Linked DNA regions of Gossypium hirsutum: all the other regions are linked to region 3. A link is a contact called in public Hi-C data. All regions are on one chromosome and are shown on one strand. The core of a region is the stretch at or near the end of the contact, and the rest is flanking DNA. Distances in the headings are between cores, read along the strand shown.

Evidence for each region. Hi-C and Micro-C count contacts between places; a contact is called where the count stands out from the background.
Region 1: a Hi-C map of leaf shows a contact between it and region 3, with 2.4 times the contacts expected there. The contact joins two enhancer-like sites. A contact is called at or near these places in 7 of 34 Hi-C or Micro-C datasets (fibers, hypocotyl, leaf and 1 more).
Region 2: a Hi-C map of leaf shows a contact between it and region 3, with 1.6 times the contacts expected there. The contact joins the promoter of LOC107921257 here to the enhancer-like site in region 3. A contact is called at or near these places in 3 of 34 Hi-C or Micro-C datasets (callus and leaf).

The regions. Positions count from the first base shown.
Region 1 is chrD01:47,801,099-47,805,348 of Gossypium_hirsutum_v2.1, forward strand. No RefSeq gene overlaps it. Among protein-coding and RNA genes, the nearest start is that of LOC121214181, 32 kb to the right of the region's middle. Within about 2 kb of position 2,898, at least 2 of the 9 cell types and tissues checked have an H3K27ac peak or open chromatin away from gene starts, as enhancers often do. A contact at or near this core is called in leaf, where this site is marked.
Region 2 is chrD01:47,759,664-47,763,856 of Gossypium_hirsutum_v2.1, forward strand. LOC107921257 (homeobox-leucine zipper protein HOX3) reads left to right here and starts at 2,267. Exons shown (of 4, transcript XM_016851134.2): 1 at 2,267-2,740; 2 at 2,993-3,189; 3 at 3,343-3,422. The coding sequence starts at 2,653.
Region 3 is chrD01:48,087,322-48,091,364 of Gossypium_hirsutum_v2.1, forward strand. No RefSeq gene overlaps it. Among protein-coding and RNA genes, the nearest start is that of LOC121214167, 27 kb to the left of the region's middle. Within about 2 kb of position 1,495, at least 3 of the 9 cell types and tissues checked have an H3K27ac peak or open chromatin away from gene starts, as enhancers often do. A contact at or near this core is called in leaf, where this site is marked.

The DNA.
Region 1 (4,250 bases), core at 1,648-4,147, 280 kb before region 3:
TCCTTCACACCATCCATGGATTCTTCAAGATTGGTCAACTGACCTTCCAAAGATGACAGCATATTCCTTGATCTACAATTTTTTCTTGTCAACCCACGGGTCTCCATCGGAACATTTTGTCATCTCAACTAGCGCCTTCGGACACTAGCTTGGATACCAGCCATCACTAGGCCAAAACTTTAGTTTGGCAAAACATGTTGCCTTAGGCGATTTATTAGGTTGAAATCCACCTAAGTCAACTTTACTCTCGAAAAATGAGAGTTCTCACAAAAATTCTCTAATGCATCGAAGTAAAGCGGAAGCAAACTCGAAAGAGAAAGAAGTCGATAATAAAATAAAAGCCACAAAAATAACACACACCAAGTGTTGGAGTAAATGGTCTCAAATGTATTCTGTTATTTTGAAAAATTGCAATTGAGTGATTACAAATGAGGGGAAATGCCTCTATTTATAGTTAAGCTCCCCTAAATCTAATGCTACAGATCGAATTACATCAACAACTGAGATTAGTGCTTATCTACAAGATGAGAGTCTTAAGGGATTTAAACTCTATACATCTTTATCCTTTAGGATTTACAATAATTACCTTGGTAACACTAATTTTATTAGAGTGTTTCACTAGCCCACCAAAGCTTCAAGTACATGGGTTTTTCTATGTGTTCCACGAATTGGGCCAGTTCAAGTGAGTCAAATGAGACCCATTTAATCAATTGAACTCCATGGGATATTTTGTGTGCATTTGTCACGGACTTAAATCTGCTGCCTATGACACTTACATGTTCTAGGTTTTCTTTTCTATTAGAAAAAAAAAGATAAATAGTGACAAAAATATAAGGAACTTTAATTTTTGGGTTAATGATCTTATAGGGATTTTCTTCTTGTTGAAGAGAGAGATAAATTAAAATTTTAAGTTAATGATGATTTTTCTGGATTTAATTTATGGGTTAATGGAAGTTTTTTAAATTTCTTGTTAATGAATTTTTTGTGGTAAATGATTTTTTTGAGTTTTTTTTGGTTAATGAGTATATTTTTTTATGCTTTCATTTGATTTAAAAAAAAAAGAAAAAGAAAATATGTGGATGGAAAATATTAAATAAAAGAGAAGACTAAAAAATAAGGGAAAAAATCAATTACTATAATTTGGGAAAGAAATATATATTTTTAAATATATATTTAAAAATAATTTTATATAATTTTATTTTTTAAAAATATATTTTTACTTAATTTATAATAAAATATATACTTTTAAAATTTTTTAAAATTTAGGTAAAAAATGTTTCTTTGGAAAATAAAAAAGATGCTCACAATAGCTAGGGGTGTTCAAACAGTTAAATGTTCGGTTAACCGACCCGAAATTTTTTCAAAAAAAATTAACTAAACGTAAATATTTCGGTTAATTCGGTTAGTTAACCGAATTAACCAAATTTATATTTTTTTTGTTAAAACAAGTATAAAACATATAAAAAAATAAATTGATAATGTTCATTTGAATGAATTAACATAATTAAAACTACATATAATTTGTATTATTAATTATTAACTTTGGTTAATTCGATTAATTACTTGATTTTGAACTGAATTAACCGATAATTGAACTTCAAAAAAATCATTAACTGACCTCCGACCAATTTAGATCAACTTATAAACTGATTAACCGAATGAGATCCGTCCAGTTGATTAATTCGCTTTTAACTAAAATTTAAACACTCCTAACTATAGCTTCACTTACCTGGTCTAAGGTGTCCTGATTGGACCGCATGCGATGTCAACATAAATTCTTAGGCAATTAGGGTTTGGAACTGTTTTTTTTTTAAAAAAAAGAGAAGGGTTTAGAACTATTTTACTAAACCTAAATAAAGTACATCGGCTTAGGCTTTTTGAAAGTTTAAAGGGACACGTTATAACAAACTCTAAAGTACAAGGCTCTTTCTTACCATTCTCCCTTAAAATTTTAAAGATTTGTAATTGAAATAAGTTAGATTTATTTAAATTTGGCTTCAATTATAATGAAATTATATTTTTATTTCTAATTTCATTTATTTTAGTTCTTTGAAATTTTAGTATGGAGTGACGTTAATATCACTTATGGTTGTTTTCTTAAATAAAATAATAAATTGAAATTTATTTAAAATAAAATAAAATTTATTTAAAAATTAAAATATATAGTTTTTAAATAAAATTACCTTCTTAAAGCTCAAATCAACTCTTTTTTTTCATGGAGTTCTCCTTTTCTATTTCAAAAGCTAAAATTAAATGTTAAAAACTAAATGCTTTTTTGAAAAGAAACCAAATAAGCTTTTTAATAATGCCTTTTTTTTTAATTTGTTGAGACAGTTAAATATAGAAGCTAAACTAAAAAGACCTCTCATCTCGAAACTTATCTTGAGACATAAAAGATATAATCTCCGAACATAAATTCTAAAGTCTCAATATATAACCACATCAAGATAAAAATACTAAATGCTAAAATCAAAAGAAGACTCGTCTCAAGACATGGAACTGTTTGTTTCAAGACAATGTTGAATTTTGATAATAATAGTTTAGATTCAAATTTTAATTATGTTGTGCAATTTCTAAATGTATATAGTATGTTTAAAGTGCATGCATTTAGCTTATTTATGTGATTGGTTGAGGTTGTATGGAAATTTAATTACTTGAATGCATACTTGAAATTGATTCAGGATCCGGTCGAGTGTGGAAAGTAATATTTAGTGCTTTAATATATATATATATATACTTTTTAATTTAGAGCCTAATTAAGCTTGCCGCCCAATTTATCTTTGTTTTAATTTTGAGCCCGTTTTAATTTGCAGCCTATTTCTATTTTACAAAAAATGAGTCGAAGTTATATTTGCCAGTCCAATTGTTTTTAAGCCCAAGCCCATTGCATATTCATCTTTCAATTGGTAGCTAAGGTTTCTGACCCCTAGCCACCGCGCCACCACCACAGGAGCCACCAGTGTGAACACCAACGAACATCGGTGTGAACACACGCACACGAGTATAATTTTCTTTTCAACCATTCCCATTCACATTCACGAATCAGCAAACTATTATCAACCAAAGCAGTTACAACAACACAATAACAGAACCGCAAATAAAAAATGAGATTAATTTGAACAATCATGCATCATTAAGAGACCAAAGGAGATTATGAATTAGTATAAGAATCCTGTAAAAACAAGAGAAATGGATGGGGTCAATTGGTATTAGTAGACCATAATGAAAAAGAATGAAAAGGAGGATAATCGTAGAGCGAGTCGATAATAGACAAAAGTTATAAAAAAAATAATAAAGAACACCAGAGAGAACAACAAAAAAAAAAGAGAGATTTTTGAAGGCGACTGTCGTTTCCTCTCTCTCTTTTTCCCATTCTTTCCATTTTCTTCTCCAACTTATTTAGATCGTTGCATGCATGTTGAAGGAGGAAATCTGGATCTCTTTGGTTCTATTTTGTTTTGTTCCTTTTTGTTTTTCCTTTCTCCATTTCTTTATTTTTTTTATTTGAAAGAAAATATGTTTAGAAAAGAAATAAGATGGAGAATGCCTTAACCTAAAAATCGAAAAGGATTTTCAAATTTTTTAAAGGATATAGAGAAATTCGAATATGAAAAAAAAATTGAAAAAGTTTTTGTTTTATTTGGAATAATAAAATATTTTTTAAAAGGATCAAGGGTGGTTGTGTATACCGGCCACTATGAGAGTGATGCAGAAGAGAAGAAGAATATTCACAAAATAGGGTAGAGAAAAGAGAATAGAGGTTGAGGGAAAAGAAAATAGATTGAGGAAATGGTACTGAATTTTCTTAACCAACCATCAACACTAGTTGGTGCTAAAAAGGAGAAATAACGGCTATGACAACTAGCACCTATTATCATTGAGGCAAAACGCCTCATTTCACTAAACTGAATCCTCCTCCCCAAAATGTAACGTATTCATTAACTATAACAACCACAAAAAGCATTGTTGTTACAAGAAATTTAAGCTACATAATTAAAAATTAAAAGGTAATTATCCCCACGCCCATCCCATAATTGTATATTGAATCCCTGCTACCTTTTTATACCATAACAAATACCCCTATCCTCAAGCAGGTCCTTGTCCTCAAGGATCAAAAGTAGGATATTGCTGCTAGAAGTTTATCCAAGTTTCCCAGTTGAATCTTCTAGAAAAGTGTCTGCTCATTCTACTAACACCTTAGTGATGGCATGGTTCTCTTTCTTTATCATTCTCCTTTCAAGAATCCTCAC
Region 2 (4,193 bases), core at 1,017-3,516, 330 kb before region 3:
GCCAAACCATTATTTTAATAACAAAAGCTAAAATGTTTTAGCCGGTTTCGCATTTATTTTGTTGTGAAGCAAGAGCTTTTTGATATGGATTCGGATTTAGTAACTGAAAAAAATAATTTATTTTTATAAAACGCTTTTAATATATTTATTACTTTTACAAATAAAAATTCAATGAATTGGACCAAACTTGACAAAATTTAGAGTGTAGACAAGTTTAACCTTAGTTAAAGATTAATCAATAACATTCAATCCTTTAATTTTGCATTTATTACATATCAATTAGATTTTCTTTTTTCAATATCAGAGTAATTCACCGCTATAGTATTAATTCTTTTTATGTCCATGTTATATGAAATGGTAATTGATGAGTTATTTTATAAGAGGATTAAATTTATATGATTAAGAAATGAGATGAATAATTATCACGCCACATTTATCAATTATAAATTTGGTTGGTGTGCATTTTTTTTGGTAAAAAAAATCCTTACAATTTTATCACCTAATGTTTAGGGTATTTTCATTTTAGTTACAAGTGCTAAATCCTTAATGATGCTAACAATACATGCCAAATCATGCCCTCATCATGTTTACACTTTCATTTTAGTCATCCAATATCTAGGTCTTTTTAATTTTGGTCACTGAAAAAATTATTTTTTAAAGTCTTGATCGGGGTAAAAAATTTAAGGATTAAATTGAAAAAACAGTAAAAGCTAACATAATGCATTAAAATTGTGCTAAATTGTATTTATTGATCTCATTGCTGAAAATTCTAATTTTTTTAATATTGAAATTTTAAATTTCAAAATATCAAAATCAGTTAAATAAATTATTAAAATTTTTTATCTATTGATAATTTTAATGGATTTGTTACTATAATATTGAAATTAATTAAATTTATTTATTTTAAAATTTAAAATTTTATTTTATGTTTACAAAGTATCTTTAAGGAAATCAACTCGAATAATTCATATTTAATAATTGTCTAGGAAACTTAATTTTATTATTATATAATTTCAAATTTTTCATGCTAAGCTAAAAGGAAAGATTGCAATTAATTAAATTAATTGCTTGTTATTCATTAAAGAAATGATGAAAATAATTATGGATTTTGTTCGGCTTGGAAGATAAAATTAATTAATTTAATTAATTGTAATGATTTTTCTTTTCTTTTAGCTTAGCATGGAAGATTCGATATTATATAATCAAAAGAAATTTGAGTTTTGTAGACAATTATTAAATATGAGTTATTTGTTTTGATTTTAATTTGAGAAAATAAAATAAAATTTAAATTTTAGAAGAAGATTAAATTAATTAATTAATTAATTTAATATTGTAGTAACACATCCTCTCACACCATCAATGGCTATGAAATTTTCATTATTCAATTGATTTTGATGTTTTAAAATTTAAATTTTCAATATGAAAAAATAAAATTTTTGATAAGGGAGTAAAGACAAATTTTAATGCATTATTTTAGTTTGTAACAGTTTTTTAATTTTAATGTTTAATATATCTTTTATTCCAATCAATACTCAAAAGAAGATATTTTTAGATAACAAAAATGAAAAGAAACTAAAAATTAGATGAAACATGATATGATGTTAGAGATTTAATACTTAAATAACTGTAATGAAAGAAATTGATGATTAATGGTATAGTTACTTAATTTGTTATTATACTTACCAACTCCACAAAACATTGAATAACGTTTTTTTCCAATTAATGGATGAAACTTACCAAATAAATGGAAAGTTTTGAGGGAAATATACAAGTTAATAATTGTTGTACAATTAAGTATGGGTGTAAAAAGGTAGAAGCAATAAAGAAGAGTGAGAGAGATCCCTAAAACATAAACAAAAATAGTCCTAGGCTTACACAGCCCTTACCCCTTGTTTCCTCTCTCCCATTTAATGTCTTTTAATTTGTTTCCCCATTCTTCTCCCTTTTGCATTTATGCTCTAATACGTTACAATTCCTCTGTACACCCTTCCAACATCATTAATTTGCGCCCTCGCAATAATTATTCATTTGACACTTTCTGATTATTAAAATCATACATTGATCACCAAAAAGGTCAGCCAAATGAATGGCCCAGATGCCTCCATCACCATGAAGATGTAATGAGGCTGAGGTGTAGGGTATAGGAAGGGCACCTCCAAACCAATAGGCTCCCCAGTCTAAGCTCCCAATCATTTTAAGCTGACTTTTGAACCCAACAATGAGACTCCTCACTTTATAAACAGCGAAACATACCCCTTATTGTACTACACCACCTAAGATTTTCCAATATCTATCTGATATGATACGTGTCTCACATCAGATGGGGTCAGGCGTTTGACTTTGACGACCACAGTCAAAAACCCTAGCTAATTTTAATATTTTTATTTTGCTTTCCTTTTTCCTCATTAAAATATTTTTATTATTCATTTACTGTATCTATTTATTACTTAAGACTTTTATATCTATCACACCATCCCCCCATCTTTTTCCTCCTTCCTTCGTTTCTTTTCATATTCTTGTGCTTGTTATTTGTCTCCTTTTGTTTCCCTTTTATTTATTTATTTATTTATTTTTATCTTTTTTATAAACTTTACCTTTTATCTCCTTAAAATCAATCGTTATCTTTCTCTTCTTTGTTCTTCTGCAACTTTCATGGCGGTTTTACCCACCGGCTCTTCACACTTGGAGTTGACGATATCTGTTCCTGGTTTCGCTTCTTCCCCTTCTTTCCCTTCTTCTGGTAAGCCGAAAATATTGTTTGCTTCTTAATACTGATAAACATAGACACACACACATATGTCAACCCTTTTAGTATCATCAGTCTTTGATCTTATGCTATACCCGGATTCCATGCATGGTTTCCAGAAAAATGTTTTTTTTCTTTTCTTTCTTATGCTTTTTAAGATGGTCGTCCCCATGGGTGATGAAAATAGATTGATTTTGCATCAAATTTGATTTATTTACCTCGTTTCTTTTTAATATTACGTTAAAGGTGATCAAGGGGGTTGTACGGTGAGAGATTTGGATATAAACCAAGTACCAGCAGAAGATGAATGGATCACAGCAAGCATGGAAGATGAAGAAGAAAGCTGCAATAATGGTGCCCCTCCTCGAAAAAAGCTTCGTCTTACAAAAGAACAGTCTCGCCTTCTTGAAGAAAGTTTCAGACTAAACCATACCCTAAACCCTGTATGTAAAATTTTCAAACTAGTACCCTACCCTTTCCAAACTTATTAATTAACACCAAACTAACATTTTCCCTCTTTTAACATAAAAAATACCTCATAAATTCATCACACCATCTCTTTCATTTAATGTCTTTTTGGATTTTTGTGTTTTCAGAAGCAGAAAGGGGCATTGGCTTTGCAGCTGAAGCTTAGGCCAAGGCAGGTTGAAGTTTGGTTCCAGAACCGTAGGGCCAGGTACCCTATACGTATACACATATGCATATACATAAATTAATATATATATTTTTTACATTTAAATGAATTCTCATTCTTTTTTTTTTCCTTTTCAATGAATCATTATTTCGTTGGTGGTGTTACTAAAGTAGCTTAGGGTAGATATATATAACAGAATAAATAAAACTTAATCAATAATTCCATCGGTATATTTTTCTCACACTAATAATATAGGTAGAAATATTTGAACAAAAGATTTTGTTTCAAAGATTTAGTTATTAGAGATATAATAATTTATGATGCTAATCAGTCTTAGGCCTGTTTCTCAAAGCTTAGATTCATTTTTATGGGGTTCTCTTGTCATTTCCCTGACAAAACGGTTGTCTTTGGACGTTGATATATCACTATCACTCTGTGATATACATTTTATTAGAGTAATTAAAAGCAAGCTATATATACAACACCACGTTGTCACCGTAAAATTCTATGAATTTATTCAGATTTTTAGGGCCTTCAAACAACTTGGAACAAGTTACAGGATAACTATTATTATTATTATTATTTATACTATATATCATTTTTTGTCGTGTATGCATGACATAATAAGCAAAACAAACATTTTGCCATTCGTTGTCTTTATGGCCTTCCTTCACTTATCTTTCACCTAAAATTTCATATGATTTTATGCTGCAAAAGGAAGTTGCAGTTTCTTATTTTCATCAATATAATTTTCTCATTGCAAAACTTAATTAGCATAAAATTTAGATGAATATAAAAATAAAGTAAGCAATA
Region 3 (4,043 bases), core at 245-2,744:
CTAACTTGAGAAAAAAAGAATAAGTACCAAATAAAATATGAGAATAACTTATATTAGGATGATCCTAAAATATATAGTTTTTAGGTACCAATAAAATAATTTCACAATATCAACTTTTAAAGATATACAAATATTATTCTATACTCAATCACATACAATATCATCTCTAATTTAATTTTGCTTTAATTAAAATAATTAAAATTTAGGGAGAAAATGTTGAAACTAAATGCTGAAAAAACATAACAAAAAATAAATAAAATTTTAAAATGATTAAATCAATAATTAAAAATTAAAAAACGATAAAACCACAATCACAAATTTAAAAAAAAAACTAAAATCAACCATTAAAAATATAGAAAAAAATAAAAATTTGAAAAAATATAACCACCTTTTATCAAATTCTGAAATTTGATTAAAAATTAAAGAAATTGAAACTGAAATTGAAAAGTTACCTACCTTGAAATTAAAAGAATTAAAAAAATTGACCGCATACAAATAAAACACAATTTGAAAGCAAAGAAATAAAAGACGATTAAATTTAAAAAGAGAACTAAAATAATTTAAAAATTATAATAAAGAAAACATGTTTGTTAATTTATTAAAATTTTTAACTTGTTAAGTAATTTAATTAAAATTAAATTAAGTTAGAAAAGATATTAAATATGGATGATTGTATAATAAAACTGGTATATTTTTAAAAATTGATAATGCGACATTTTATTATTAATACTTAAAAGTTATATATTTTAAAATCATCCTAATTATATAATTTATTCTCATAAAACATATACATATATAATTTAAATTCTATAAGCATTTTCCAGAAACGAACCATATAATCATCTCCTATGTTTCTCCAATATTAACTTTCTTTTTTTAGTCTTGCTCATTACCATTCAACTTAGATTTGCTTAGAAAGTAATTATTTTCGAGTGAAATAAAAATATTCCACAGTCAGGTTAAGAACGTTATTTTATTATTTTTTATCTTTTAAATTAAATAAAAAAACATTTGAAAATATCCTAATTTGCTTATAAAATTTTTTATTATATTTATTTTTTTAGAATAAAATTTTCTTATATTGATAATGAATAAGATAATGGTTAAAAAAAAGTGATTATCTGAATAACGACAACTAACAATACGCATGCGATCCTAAAAATCCTGCTAAATTTCCTCATTTATGAGAGTTGATGCAAATACATTCATGTGAACATAGAAATCTTCAGACATTAAATTTATATTAATGATGTTATTACATTATTTTAGAGTAGACAAATCTAAGAAACTTTGACAAAATTAAGCTATTTTATTTTGCAAAAGTTTCAAAGACATCAAAATTGTATTACAACACAACTAAAATAAAAATAAAAAATTCACGTCTATATGCAGCACATGCACGTGAATCCAATAAAATAGACAGCCCCCAAACCAAATAAACGTCATCATATAATTATAAAAAAAATAAATAAATGCATTATTAGGTGGTTATGAAACATGTGGTGCTGTCCTCGTGTGCGTGGCTTCATTCTACAGCATACGATGGGGCCAATATATACGCCATACCAGAGTTATCAAGATTTAAGCAAACATAATACCCAAAAGAAAACAATTATTCCAAAATATTCATAAATCCAGTTTATTGAATCATATTTTAACCCTTCAACGGCTCCAATTACTACCCTTTCTCCATTTTATATGATATATTATTGTTATTGCTCTTGATAGTGGCGTTGATGCAAAGTTTGTTTGCTCCCATTGATGAATCAGTGACTCCAAGGGGGTAGGGGTTTGGTCCTTGGATAAAATGGTGAATTTATGTTTTGAGTCCCTCGTAAAAATCAGCAATTTAATTTATATTATTATCTCTGACTTAGCCCATGCATTGATGAATAAAGTAGTGGAGAAAGTGGGAATAGGAGAAGCGGGGGCAATTAAGCCGTGGCTCGGACGGGAATGAATAGAAGGCAACAAAAAGGTAATAAAGACATCAGAGAGGGAGAGATGGTAGATGTAGGGTGAACCACGGACATGAGTCGCACCAGGGACCATTCCAGGGATTAGACTTTTGAGAAATGAAAAAGTGCCCCAATCCTTCCTTTTGGCATACCAACCCATCACATTTCACATTTTTAATATCAATCTTTTGGGACGCATCTTCTCAAGTAACCCATGCCCTTGTCCTTTCTTTTTTGCACTCTTCTTTCTCTTTTTTCTTCCCCATCACCCTTTTCTGCTCAACTTGGTTCAAACGCACACAAACGGCTACATCTACTATCTTTGATAAAGCTAAGTGTGGGTCTCTTTTTTTTTGTGTGTGTGCTTTCAAACTCAAAGCTGGACCACTTTGATGAAACATGATTCATCGGTGGGGAAACACTTTTTTTTAGAATAGGTTCACAAAGTCAGCCAGTCCATGTGGTTGGAACACTAGTTTATGTCCACAACTGGATAAGATCCTTTTATTCCTTCATTCAAAACTACCTGGTAATGTGTTAAAGTTAAAGGAATTGCCATTTCAAGTTTAAAAAAAAAAAAGGTAATTGCATTAAAAGAGCTTACAAATTATTAACTATCAAGACACCACGTAAGGACGGTCAAAATTGAGCCCATGGACATGGGGCTGCAAAAATGGTTCAAGCTTATATTTGGGCCTAAGTTTTGGGCAATTGAAATTACTGTCTTACTCTTATTAGATGGCAATGGAGTGGGATGAAACAATTCCTATGACCAAATTTTTAGCACTCAGCTGTAGTACTTATTCCACCTTGAAATTTTACAAAAATGTTATACTATATTGATTTAAAAAACTGAATATAAATATATTCTAAAGTTTTATAGAATTAAGAAATTGTTATAAAAATATTTATAAAATTAAAATATAAGTTCTATGTTCTTATAAAATTAATAGTAAAAAAATTAATTTTAATTATAAAATTAAAATAAGTCATTTTAATAAATATATCGAGCCTAGACAAAAAAAGTTTCTCAATCTCCACCTTGAAATCTAATTTTGAGAAGAAAGAAAAAAACACCTACCCTTATGACATAGAAACAGGTTAAAACTCGACAGTTTCGTTTTCTTTTTCATTCCTATTCATTGCCTTACATTTCTCAAATTTGTGCCTTTCTTCGAACTTTTGTTTAATTTAATTATTTGATGCTAGTAATGTATAGGAGAGAAAATGGTTAAAAAAGGTCTAAATGGAAACCTTTTAGCATGAGGTCCAATTAACAATATGGTTCAAATAAAAGGACAAATGGCTGACCCACATTTTGAGATGTGGTAGTAGGCAGAATAATAGATGTAAATAGTGGCTTGATAGATTAGAGCAACCCAAAATTTGTGCAATTGGGGAAGCCTATGATGTATTTTTTCTTGACATTGCACAGATCCTTACATAAGAAAGCTTTATGGGCTGGGTCAATCAAATTTGGGTTATTTTTAGATTTGATCTCATTCAATCTATTTATTGAAACTGAATGGCTTATTGGGTAGGGCCATTAATCCCTTTTTTTCAAACTCGCAAAACAATAGTCTGTTCAATTTCTTCAAAAAAATTCAACAATCTCTTTCGCTTTTTCCAGAATCGGTGATAAAATTATAGAGAGGGGTTTGCATGCTCTCTTTTGATCATAAAAAAAATAGATTCTTTTTTTTTAACTATATAGCCTTTGATTCATTAAAAAAATTGAACCTACAAAGCAAAAAACTGTTAAAGTTCTTTAGTAAGAAAAGTACCAGCAATTTCTTTCGCTTATAATTGACTTTTTTTTGAGGGGGTTTTACAACTGCTACCAGTGATGGGATGTTGGTGAAGAGTGTCATAAATTGGAAGCAATTTTTGAAAAATAAGATGAAGATAAAATTTGAGGAAAAAAAAGAGACAAAAAGTCTTAACGGTTGTAACTATATGTTGAGTATTTTTCTATGTATCCTCTTGGTGAGGAGAATTAGATATTTATATGACATGGTTACGGTTTATGGAAGTGACGTCTTAGGTAGGCTCCATGCATGTCAACACGTATGCTATCCTAGACTT